Linked DNA regions of Ovis aries: all the other regions are linked to region 3. Evidence: chromatin contacts called from public Hi-C data. All regions are on one chromosome and are shown on one strand. Each heading gives the region's core, a stretch centred on a gene start, on an enhancer-like site or on the middle of the called end of the contact. The rest is flanking DNA. Distances are from core to core; before and after follow the strand shown. Region 1 overlaps LOC105603900 (a long non-coding RNA gene). Region 2 holds the start of RPP40 (ribonuclease P/MRP subunit p40). Region 3 holds the start of CDYL (chromodomain Y like).

Region 1 (4,065 bases), core at 365-2,864, 130 kb before region 3:
GGAGCCCCTCCCCATCCGAGAGGCAGTGATCCTCCAGCCATCGAGAGAACACCTCCTTCACAGGCGGCCTCTACTCTTGGGCGCTTCTCTGTGCCTAACCATAGTTTCCTACCTTAAAGCCTCTTCATCATGCTCTGTCAGAACTCCCCCGACACGGAATCACGGCATGTAAGCACCACGTGTCTGTCATCAGGGAGGACATATCCCTGCCTCTCCACCAAGGACAGGACACGGACGAGGCATAGCACACAGGACTCAAACGCCTTTTGGGTGAGCCAAGTCTGAATATAGACATAACGATGTCCAAAAGTGAGAGTGAATGTCGCTCAGTCGTGTCTGGTTCTTTGTGACCCCCTGGACTATACAGTCCATGGAATTCTCCAGGCGAGAATACTGGAGTGGGTAGCCTATCCCTTCTCCAGGGGATCTTCCCAACCCAGGGATCGAACCCAGGTCTCCCGCATTGCAGGCGGATTCTTTACCAGCTGAGCCACCAGGAAGCCCCTGATGCCAAGGTCGGGCTCAGATGTTGTCTCTCCCGTGAAGCCTCCTGGGATGTGCGGCAGAGAAACACCCCGTCTCTGCACAGGGGAATCTCCCACACCTTCCTGTAGCACTGGTTCATCCTTCCTTCCTCTCGGGCTCATCTCCCCACTCCACTGTGAATATCTGTGGGCAGGATCTGACTCTTTTTCTTGGTCCCCAGCCCTCGGTTAAGGCATTTTGGATTTGATGGCGTCTCTCCATGGACCACACTGGCCTGCCTGCAGAGCTAATCCCTGCCATTGGCATCGTCGGCTCTAGGCTCCGCCGGTGGAAGCCAACCATTCACAGGAAATCCAGGATGAAAGCAGCAGAGCTCTTTGTTCCAGCCCTATTTCTGCAGAAGACGGTTGCCCTTGGCTAAGCAGGAGGCAGTCTTCAGAGAGCTGACTCACCTGCTTGACAGGTCTGTCTCAGAAATGTTTGACTTGATGCTTTGCTCTTGGTGTGAGTCTCAGAAACGTTTGACTTGATGCTTTGCTCTTGGTGTGAAAGAAGCCTGGCTCTACTTTGCAGCGGGAGGTGGCAGGCTCATGAAATGAGTGTTTGCCTGTTTCTGACGGCTTCCCTGGAGGCTGGCTGGGCAAGCTCCCACGGGGTGATGAAATGGTGATGATCCGGTGCACCATGAAGGCTGCAGAGCTCCCGACACGCTGCTCGAGGAGGCGCCCACGCAGGCAGAAAGCCGCTGCGAGAGAGACGGAAACCCCGAGCTGTAGGCTCAGAAGTTTCCTCACTAACCACGCAGGCCGGGGCGAGCTACAGAGAGGCGCTTTGCCGCTGAGAAACTTGGATAGAAGAGGAAAAAGCAGATCTTCCCAAAGGCTCCGACCTCGGCAAAGCCCTGCGTTTGTTTTTATTGCTGCCAGGACAAATCACCGCACATTGAGTAGCTTGAAACCACACCTTTCCTCATTTCACAGCTCTGCGGCTCCGCAGTCTGTGCGGCTCGGCTCCACTGGGCCCCCTTTCAGAGGCTGCGGGCTGGAATCAGCAAAGCTGCAGTCCCGATCAGGGCTCTGAGTGGAGAGTCTGCGGCCAAGCTCGCTCAGGCTGCTGGCCAGGTGGTTGTGCAAGTGGGGCCCCTGCTCTATTGCTGGCTGTCAGCTGGGGGCAGCCTTAGCTCCCAGAGGCCTCCCTGGAATCCTGGCACAAGGCTCTGACTTCTCAGAACCAGCAAAGGAGCCCTGAATCCCTCCCGGGACTCGAATCTCCCTGACTCCCCTTTCTGCTGCCTTCCCTCTAACTCCATCCAGAGAAAGGTCCTTGCTTTTTTAAGGGCTCAGGTAATTAGATGGATAATCACGGCCTTCCCTGGTGACTCAGCTGGTAAAGAATCGGCCTGCAATGCAGGAGACCTGGGTTCGATCCCTGGATTGGGAAGGTCCCCTGGAGAAGGGAAAGGCTACCCACTCCAGTATTCTGGCCTGGAGAATTCCATGGACAGAGGGGCCTGGTGGGCTATGGTCCACGAGGTCACAACAACAAGTCGGACGTGACTGAGCGGCTAACATGTATATGGGCACTGTGGCCCAGCCAAAGTGACATGTAAAATTAAATATCACAGCTTCTGATTAGGACGTCCTCTTTCCCGTCATTGTCAAAGGCTTCGGGACCGCTGGCTTTCCTCCCCTCTCTGTGACTGTCCCACTTCTTGGTCCATTCGAGCCCTTCCGCCCCCAGGCCTGGCTGAAGGAGGCCCAGGCTCCTCTGCTCGCTATGCTGAGCACAGACATTCAGGCTTACTTTGCGGGCATGGTTTTCCCAACCGATCATGACAGAAACAAACCAGGTGTAAGAAAAACTACAAATGAGAAGGTTCAAGGCTTAGAAAATTATGCTTTCTTCCCATCCAGCACCCAGGTACTGATCTCCTTTCTGAGATGGAAATTGGAAATGTCAGGCTTTTTTGTCTATATATATACTGTTGAAAGTAGATCTCACCCAACCCCTGGTCTTTGAACACCTGAAGTTCCAGCAAAGCGAAATAGAAGGCTCTTGCAAAGGCCTTTAATCTGAAGAGGATTGTTTGCATTTCTGAGGAAGTTTTAACTCTCTGCTCTGGCCCTATTTTTCAAGAAGGAATATTCCCTTGGGCATAGCCTCCCTGGAGGCTTATCCTTAGAGAGGAATTTATAAGATCTTCAGAACACTGTGTAACCATTTCAAAAAGCCCAAGTGGCCAAGGTTTTTAACTGGGCAGGGAATAAAAAGTTATATTTTCCCTCCTTCCTCCTCTTCTACCTCTCATTTCCGTGGTGGTAAAGTGTCTGCCTTCAACGTGGGAGACCTGGGTTCAATCCCTGGGTCGGAAAGATCCCCTGGAGAAGGAAATGGTAACCCACTCCAATACGCTTGCTTGGAAGATCTCATGGACAGAGGAGCCTGGTAGGCTATAGTCCACAGGGTCACAAAGAGTTGGACACGACTGAGCAACTTCATTTTCCTCTTCTACCTCTCACCCCACATCAGAAAAGTCAGGAAGCCCTGCCTTTCCCAAAGGAAAGAATCATGTGGCTGTGGTGCCAAGGCCCTGTCTGTGCTCTGGGCCAGCCTGCTCACCGGCCACGGCCTGTGCCCCCCATGCCCTGCCCCTCCTGACTTCCCACCAGCTACTCCACAGCCAAGCCGGACAGTCAGAGGGAAGCTGTGGCCTTTTCTCTTCTACACTGTTTGGAAACTGTTAAGGACTTTTGCTATTGTTATTCTGGAGAAGGAAAATATTGGCCAAATCTTTTTTTAACTGTATATTCCGATTGTACTTTTTGGGGGGGAGGGGAGGTGGCCTTAGTTACAGCACACAGGACCTTTGGTAGTGACCCGCAGGCTTCTCTCTGGTTGTGGTTTGCAGGCTCCAGAGCTTGAACGGGCTCAGCAGTTGCCCTGCACAGGCTGAGTTGCCCCAGCGGCATGCAGGATCTTAGCTCCCCAACCAGGGATCGAACCTGCATCCACTGTGTTGGAAGGTGGATTCTTAACCACTGGACCACCAGGAAAGTCCTTAGGCAGAATCTTAATTACCAAGAGCATCAGAAGTGGCCACCAGGTGAAAATGTCTGTGGAGCATCTGTTTAAATCAACCCACCTGACCGTGCCCGTCTCAGTGCCACCGGTGGCAGATGAGCCTAGAACTACACCATCTGATGCCTTCACAACCCTGGTTGCCTCCTCAGTGGCCTGCATCTGACTTATAAATCCTGTACCTTTCAACCATCCTCCCTAGGGCTCTCAGGCTATTCCTTCCCAAAATACCCCCCTTCACACAGATACGTTCCCCCTTCGAAATGTTCAGTGGGTTCCCAGTTCTCGCCCAGACCCTCCACAATCAGAACATAACCTGCCATTCCCAAGACATCCACCACTCCCCCATTCATTCACACACTTGATGGACACACTGAGCATCTATTTCGTGCAGGCCCTAGAGACACAGGTCAGGCTGAGCTAACTTGGACAGTCTCTGCTCTCAGGAGCTTGCTACCCAGCTGGGGAACACAGGCCTCGACAAGGCGTTCAGTGAGCGTG
Region 2 (3,689 bases), core at 1,136-3,635, 130 kb after region 3:
GCGGTTCTTGCGGCCACGCCCGACGGCAGTGCATCTGAACACGGGGCCGGAAAGCTTTTCCTCTCCGCGAGCTTGGGGTGACAACACCCCCACGGGACGCGTGTGGACCCGTGGAATCAGAAACCAAACCTGGGGATGCACAGAGCAGGCTGAGCTACTGAGGGGCGGAGGGCGGGCTGCGCACGCCTGACCTCGCAGACGCGCTCCATCCGCGTGATTCGAACAAGGCAGGAGCCCCGGAAGTGTGATGTGGCCTCCCTGGCCTTCTGCATCCCACCATGTTCACAGACACTATGAGGTTTTTCTTACCTTTCTTGACAAAAGAATTGATGAATTCGTGTGTGATTAACTCATAAAGAGGTAAATCCTTCACAAAGTAATAGGGTCCAAATTCCATGACCAGATCTTTCAGTTCTTTTGATAGTATCCCACATTCAGGAATCAGAAATGAAACCTATTGGAATATACAACACAAAAAACTTATTTTTATATTAATAACAGAAGCATGGTTGACTTACAGTATTATACTAGTTTCATGTATACAGCATGTGATTCAGCATTTTTGCAAATTATACTCCATTATAGGTTTCAACAAGTTTTATTTTCATGCAGATCAACACCCGGGATTTAGTGATGATACAACATAATTAAGGCTACTAACCATTCCTCCACAACCTTCAGCAAAAGTCTGAAATTAATTTACTAATCTCAGGAAAAGAGAAATCCAACAAGTTAAGTTTTCCATTTCTGAATTCAAGTGCACAGTATAGGAAATTGAATGAAAAAAAACAATTTTAATGGGAAACTCTTGCTTGCGTTTTATCTTTTGAAAATAAGCAATATATTTGATGACCTGTTCCTGTCACTACATTAATTAATTTTTAGGGAAATGCAGTGGTAAAGAATCTGCCTGCCAATGCAAAAGACCTAGGTTTGATCCCTGGGTCAGGAAGATCCCCTGGAAAAGGAAATGGCAACCTACTCCAGTATTCTTGCCTGGGAAATCCCATGGACAGAGGAGCCTGGCGGGGTTAGGGTTAGACTTAGGGACTCACCAAGTATAAGTGAATATCCCCAGATCTGTGTATCCTGGTACCAGGCTGGAATCAGAGGAACTGTCCCTTAGGGCGTAAGGAATTTGGGGATACTGGTTATTAACAGGCCACATGGAAGCAGAAGTCAGCTTGGTGTTCCCACTGTCCCGACGGAAAAGCTCTGCACGTGGGCTGGGGAGGACACAGTGCACCTCCCAGACGGCTGTCTGTGAAGAGTTATCCATCCAGAGCAGAGACGTTCAACCCGACAGGTTTCAAGCGGTGCCCGGCCGCTCCACACCTTGAAAAAGGCCACTCTCCCAAAGCGGGGACACTAACCGGGGTCGCCACTTGTGTCTGAGACACTGGCCAGTGAGGCCGAGCTGAGATTAGGCTGATCAGCTTAAAAGCGTGCGAGGCTTCACGCGCTTCCATTTTAAGGTCTAGTCTGGAGTCCTCCCCACTTGCACGGGTCCGCGAAGCCTTCCCAGCAGACACTGCCCGGGAGTCAGGGGGCTTCTCCTCCCCAGGAAGGTCCAGTAACCACCCCCACTGACGCCTCAGCCACGAAAAGGGCCCCGGGGCGGGCGACACTTCCAGGGAACACCAGCAAACATCGCTGTGGGCAAGGCGGCCGAGGCGAATTTCTACCAAAAGCTGCCCAAATGCCGCCCTGGCGCTCTGGATGGACAAGGCGGAGAGCAGCGGGCAGAAGAAAGAGCTTTTCAGGGATCAAACTAGCGCCCGTAAGCGGTTTAGAGGAGCAAGCAGCTCCCGGGCGGAACTGGGCCGGCCGCTCCGGAGAGGCGCGCGGGTGCAGGAACCCAGCGGCAGGGAAGGAGGGCGGCCGCCCCGCCCGTCCTGGCCCCGCCCCCGCCTTCCGGCCCCGCCCCAGGGACGCAGCACGCCTGGGGCGGGGCCAGGCCACAGCAAGAGACCAGAGGCCCCGTGAACCCTGCCCCGCCCTCCGACGGCGGGGCACCGCCCCGCACCGGTGCACCCTGGGACTTGTGGTCCTCAAGCGAGCCAACACAGGAGCCTGGAGCCACGGAGAGACTACAGCTCCCAGCATGCCGAGCGAGGGCCCCGCCCCTCCACGCGACGAGGGCGGGCCCCCGGAGCAGAGCCCGGCTCTCCCCCAGCCTCCCGCGCCCGCGGGAGGGAGCGTGCGCGATCCGCGGACCGAGGGCCAGGACTCACCCTGTAATTGTAATAGTGCGTCTCCACGAGATGCCGGTGGCGCGACTTGTCATGGCCGAAGTTGGACTTCTCACAGACCAGCAGGTGCCGGGGCACCTCTCGCAGCCGGCGCAGCGTGGCCATGCTCTCCCCGCGCAGACCCTCCAGGCTCGGCTCGCCCCGCCCCTTCCCTCGCCCCGCGGGCGTGCGCAGTGCCGGCAGGGCGCACGTGCGCAGGCTGCCCGGGTAGGGGCGGGGCTAGCGCCGGGGCGGGGCTAGCGCTGGGGGCGGGGCTAGGCCTCGGGATCCTCAGCCGGAGCTCTCTGATGGGTAAAGGAAAGGCGCACTGCCCGGAATGAATTCCCTTGTCAGACTCCCTCCTCTGGGCCCCAGGTTGCCCCTTCCCAAACTGTCAAGGAGGTTTGTGTCTAATACCTTCAATAGAACTCCTTAAGACTTCTTCAAAACCACTTTTAAGATCCTTTTAAAAATATCCTTTTGGGGAATTCTCTAGCCATCCAGGGGTTAGTATTCAGTGCTGGAGCCAGGGTTCAATCCCTGGTTGGGGAAATGAAGATCCCACAAGCCGGCGCAACCAAAAAAAAAAAAAAAAGAATGAAAAATAGACTTTTGGAACCGCTTTTAATAATTTGTTGCTATTGGAAGTTATAGTGATAATTCGTTTTTCCACCTAATCTTTCTGACCAACTGTAAGTACTATACTACACACTTTTCAAACTGGAATCTGCACAGCCCAATTCTATGCAGAGAGGATGCAAAATAACAGAATATTTGTGTTCTGGAGCATCAGTTTTACTATAAGATGTGGAAGAAGAGAAGTTAAATAATTTAGAAGATGCATGGATGCATGAGTACTCAGTCGTGTCCAACTTTTTTTGCAACCCCATGGTCTGTAGCCTGCCAGGCTCCTCTGTCCGCGGGATTTCCCAGTCAAGAATACTGGAATAGGTAGCCATTGCTTTCTCCAGGGGATCTTCCTGACCCAGGGATCGAACCCACATCTCTTGAATTGTAGGCGGATTCTTTACCACTAAGCCACCTGGAAAGCCCAATTTAGAAGATAAGTATGTGTAAGTCTGGGCTTCCCAAGTGGTGCTAGTGGTAAGGAATCCACCTAGCAATGCAGGAGACCCAAGAGATGAGGGTTAGATCCCCTAAAGGAGGAAATGGCAACTCACGCCAGTCACATGTGTAAATCTCATCCAAAACTAAGGCTGGTCAGTTCTTCACCATTACTCCTGTGCCTCAAAAGTCAGATTATCTCTGCAAATATTCTAAGGGACACCAATTTTCCATTATTTTAAATAGGAAGAATGATAAAGAAATAGCAAGTTGATCAAAAAATTCCCAATCTCCTAAATCACAACAAGGCACTTAGATACAACTTACAAATATCATATTAGCATGTAAAATGCTTAAAGCATTGCTTCATGGGCACCACACAATTCAGTAGCA
Region 3 (3,806 bases), core at 29-2,528:
CCTTTTCCTCGCAGGGAGGCTGGCGGTCGCCGGCCGTTTGGGGCAGTCGGGCCACGCAGCCTCTTCCTCGTTCCGCAGCGATGAGGAGACGTCCAGGGTCCAGGCAGGTGTGCCCAGGGGCCTCGTCCACGATGCCCCTCTCCCGCGGCGAGTGCAGAGGGAGCCTGCCCATCGCCGGTCACCGAGCTGTCCCCCCCGTCTCCCCCCCGGCCCCGCCCAGGAGAACCACGACTGACAGCCCCGTTCCCTTGGAACCCAGACTTTTCCCCGGAGCCCGGCCCCTCCTCCCAGCTCCTCTTCGGGGGAGGCGGGCGCTCGAGAGGAACAAGGAGGCCCGGCGCGGGGGAAGCTGCGGGCCGGGCTCAGGCGGCCGCGCCCTCGCGCCGCCCCGGCCCCCGCCCCCGCACCCCGGCTTGCCGCCGAGCGGGAGCGCGCTCCGGCTCCGGGTCTTGGCGGCGGCCGCGGGGGAGGCGGGCACGTGGAGGGGCGGGGGCTCCACCTGGCCACGCCGCCGGGCCTCGGCGGGCTGGCCCTGGCCGGACGGGCTCCGCGCGCCAATGCCGTCGGGGCGGCGGGCTGCGGGCGCCGGGCGGCGCGGCTCCGAACCCAACCTTGGGCTCGCCGGTGCCCGCCCCCGTGTGAGCCGCCACCTTCCGCCCCCCACGTCGAGGCGGGCGCGCGGCCCAGTCCGACCTCCGGAGGGCCCCGGGGCGAGCAGGCCCCGCCCCTCAGGCCACGCCCGCCCACAAGCCACGCCCTGCGCGCCGCGGCCACGCCCCCCACGTCGAGGCGGGCGCACGGCCCGGCCCGACCTCCGGAGGGCCCTGGGGCGAGCTGGTTCCGCCCTCTCCCCGCCCCCGCGCGCCGCGGCCACGCCCCCCACGTCGAGGCGGGCGCACGGCCGGCCCGACCTCCGGAGGGCCCTGGGGCGATCAGGCCCCTCCCACGCGCGCCGCGGCCACGCCCCCCACGTCGAGGCGGGCGCGCGGCTCTGCCCGACCTCCGGAGGGCCCTGGGGCGAGCAGGCCCCGCCCCCGCTCGCGGCCCCGCCCCCGCCTCAGGCCCCGCCCCTTCCTGCCCGCCTGCCTGGCCGCCGAGCCCCAGCGCGGCCCGCCGCTCCCCGCGCCGCCCCGCCCGCCGGCCGCCCCGCCCCGCCCCCCCCACCCCGCGCGGGCGGCCCGAAAACCCGGAGCGCGGCTCGGCCGGGCCGGGCGGCCGCACTGGGCATGCTCAGTAGCCGGGGCAGGTTTTTCGGCCGCAAGTAGGAAGCTTTCTGCACTACCGCGGAGAGGGGGAGCCGCGGAGCCCGCGCGCCGCCGTGCACCGCCGCCGCGCCCGCCCCAGCCCGGCCCGGCCCCGCGGCGGCGCGATGAGCCCGAGCCCCAGCCGGCCCGCCGCGGAGTGAGCGCGGCGCGGAGGGCGCGTTGCGCAGCTGCTCCTGCGCACCGACCCGGCCGGCGGCCCGCAGCGGCGGGAGTGAGCGCCCGCCCGCCCGGCGCCGCGCGGAGCAGGAAGCGCAGGCCACGCAGGGACCCGACTGGAACAAAGTGTGGGCCGCCGGCGGCTCGGCGCCTCGCCGGCCCTGCCCCGCGCCGCGCGCCCCGCCGCCCGCCATGGCCTCCGAGGAGCTGTACGAGGTAGCTCCCCTCCCCCGGCCCCCGCCCCGGCCGCGGGTTGCTGGACGGAAGCGCGCGCGCCCGAGTTTGCGGGCCGGGGGCGTCCCGGCCGCGGGGCCGGACCGCGGACGGGGCTGGAGTGCTGGCGGCGGGGCGTGGGGGCGCCCGGCGGAGCACTCCTGGGTGGGGGGCTCTCGCCTGCGGGGTTGTGGGGCGGGGGGGGCGCGGGGACGAGTGCGACTGTCTCTCGACTCTGCTGCCGACCCGAGCGCTGCCCGACACCGCGCCGAGAGGGCCGAGCGTTGACCGCATGCTCTAATTAGGTTTGGTATTGTGGCCGGAGCCAGGAAATTTAAACCTAACGCGGCTCCAACCGTCATTCATTTTTGCGCCGTGGTGGTGCGAGCTTCGAGAAGGGGGCCCCCGTCAGAACCGCGAGTTCTGGGCCAAGGGTTTGCCAGCGTCGACTTGGAGCGGTGTGGTTGTTGGTTTGGATCTCCAGGCGTGTCTTGTGCGCCCCGATGTAACTTCTTGACTCGTTGCAAAGTCGACTTCCTGGGGAGTGCAGACGCTTGGAGAGCACTCTTTGCTTTCGGGTGCGTGTTTGTAAATACAGCTTCGTAAGAGACTTCACTTGTGGATACTCCGTGGGTTCACCTCCGATGCGTTCAGGGACCTGGATGTTTAGGGACGTAAGGAAGCGTCTGTAACGAGTAGAGCTCCTTTGGCCCCCAGCGATCGCTTAATGAGAACCGGCTGAGTCTTCCGAGGTGTCCCCTCTTGCCGGTGCGTTACCGCCCTTGGCACAGCGTGCGGCTGTGTGTTACCATCCGTTCTGGCCTTCTAGCAACTTTTTGTGCGAAAGTTCTCTGGAGGAGGCTGCCTTCCGTAGAATCCGTGGTCTGCCCGACATGGTACATGGTCGGAGTACCTTGGCTGGCTGAAAGTGCGCCATTATGCTCAAGTCCTTTACACGCTGGCTGTGCCCTGCTGTATTCAAGATGCTGTCTTGGGTCATTTGGGCTCAGTTGTGTCCCACTCTTTGCCACCCCGTGGACTGCAACCCGACCAGGTTCCTCTGTCCATGGGATTCCCCAGGCAAGAATAGTGGAGTGGGTGGCCATTTCCTCCTCCAGGGGATCTTCCCAACCCAGGAACTGAACTAGAGTCTCCTGCATTGCCAGGAGGATTCTTTACCCCAGCCACTTGGGAAGCCCCATTTAGGGTACTAAAGAAGGGGGGAAAAAAATCTCCTGTTCTCAAGCTTCCATTCTTTCTAAGAAAGAAAGTGGTGTTTGGGAAAAGGCCCGGAAGTAGAGGCTGAGACGTAACAGCTGGGAGAGTACATAGCACCAGGGCAAGAGGGGTTTTGGTTTCTACATCAGACTGTTGGTGAGGATTTTAGGCCTGAATGTTCATGCTTCCTTCATTTTTGAGGTTATAAATACACAGTCGAGTCACTTGTTCCCTTAGTGTTGGGTGAGGGCAGCACCTTATACCTGAGTTGTATCTCACATGTCACAAATTATTCTGGAGACAGCATTTTGACCAGTAGTGCATTATGAACCAGATTTAGTTCTTTGTTTATCCTGTATCTTCAGGCTTTCTGCTCTGGTGGCAGCATTCATTTATAAGTCACCTTCTGTGCCGAGCTGTCGTTCGTAGAGCATGTCATTGAATGCCTGCCCTGTGGACGCTCCGTGGGGAGCCAGGGAGGGACGAGGGATGGGAATGGTTTGTGCCTCCCAAGAGCTTCTGTCGGGAGAATGAAGAACGTCGCAGAGAAACGACCCACACGTCGCAGAGAAACGACCCACTTGCACAGTGGAGCTCATCATTTGGAGTTCTGATTTTGGGGAAAGGTGTTGCAGGGGGTCCAGTTGAGGTGACAGTCAATAACGTGGTCAGTGTCTTTCCCAATGCGTTTTCTCACTTCTCCTTTACTTGTAGGCAGCAGTGTGTCTATATTAGGATTGCAAGTTTATCTGAAAGTCCTGCGTGTAGCGATTGAGAGCCTGGATTTGGAGGCCGAAAACCTAGTTATTGACATCACCTTGAGCAAATTAACCTTGAAAGCTCAGTGTCCTCAATCTGTAAAATTGGAATCAAACGCTTCCCTCGTAGAGATGTGAAGTTTAAATGAAAAAAACGTGTAAAGCAGACCCACCGTTCCCAGAGAGCGCGCTCAGA

What was found. Hi-C and Micro-C count contacts between places; a contact is called where the count stands out from the background.
Region 1: a contact with region 3 is called in a Hi-C map of hypothalamus, with 1.9 times the contacts expected there. The contact joins the enhancer-like site here to the promoter of CDYL in region 3. A contact is called at or near these places in 2 of 16 Hi-C or Micro-C datasets (hypothalamus and skin fibroblasts).
Region 2: a Hi-C map of liver shows a contact between it and region 3, with 4 times the contacts expected there. The contact joins the promoter of RPP40 here to the promoter of CDYL in region 3. A contact is called at or near these places in 3 of 16 Hi-C or Micro-C datasets (blood, hypothalamus and liver).

The regions. Positions count from the first base shown.
Region 1 is chr20:48,950,395-48,954,459 of ARS-UI_Ramb_v3.0, reverse strand. All of the region lies in intron 3 of LOC105603900 (a long non-coding RNA gene), which reads right to left. Among named protein-coding and RNA genes, the nearest start is that of CDYL, 130 kb to the right of the region's middle. Within about 2 kb of position 1,614, at least 14 of the 54 cell types and tissues checked have an H3K27ac peak or open chromatin away from gene starts, as enhancers often do. A contact at or near this core is called in hypothalamus, where this site is marked.
Region 2 is chr20:48,686,104-48,689,792 of ARS-UI_Ramb_v3.0, reverse strand. RPP40 (ribonuclease P/MRP subunit p40) reads right to left here and starts at 2,385. Exons shown (of 9, transcript XM_042236802.2): 1 at 2,235-2,385; 2 at 1,056-1,121; 3 at 310-454. The coding sequence starts at 397.
Region 3 is chr20:48,819,153-48,822,958 of ARS-UI_Ramb_v3.0, reverse strand. CDYL (chromodomain Y like) reads left to right here and starts at 1,278. Exons shown (of 7, transcript XM_027958623.3): 1 at 1,278-1,637. The coding sequence starts at 1,614.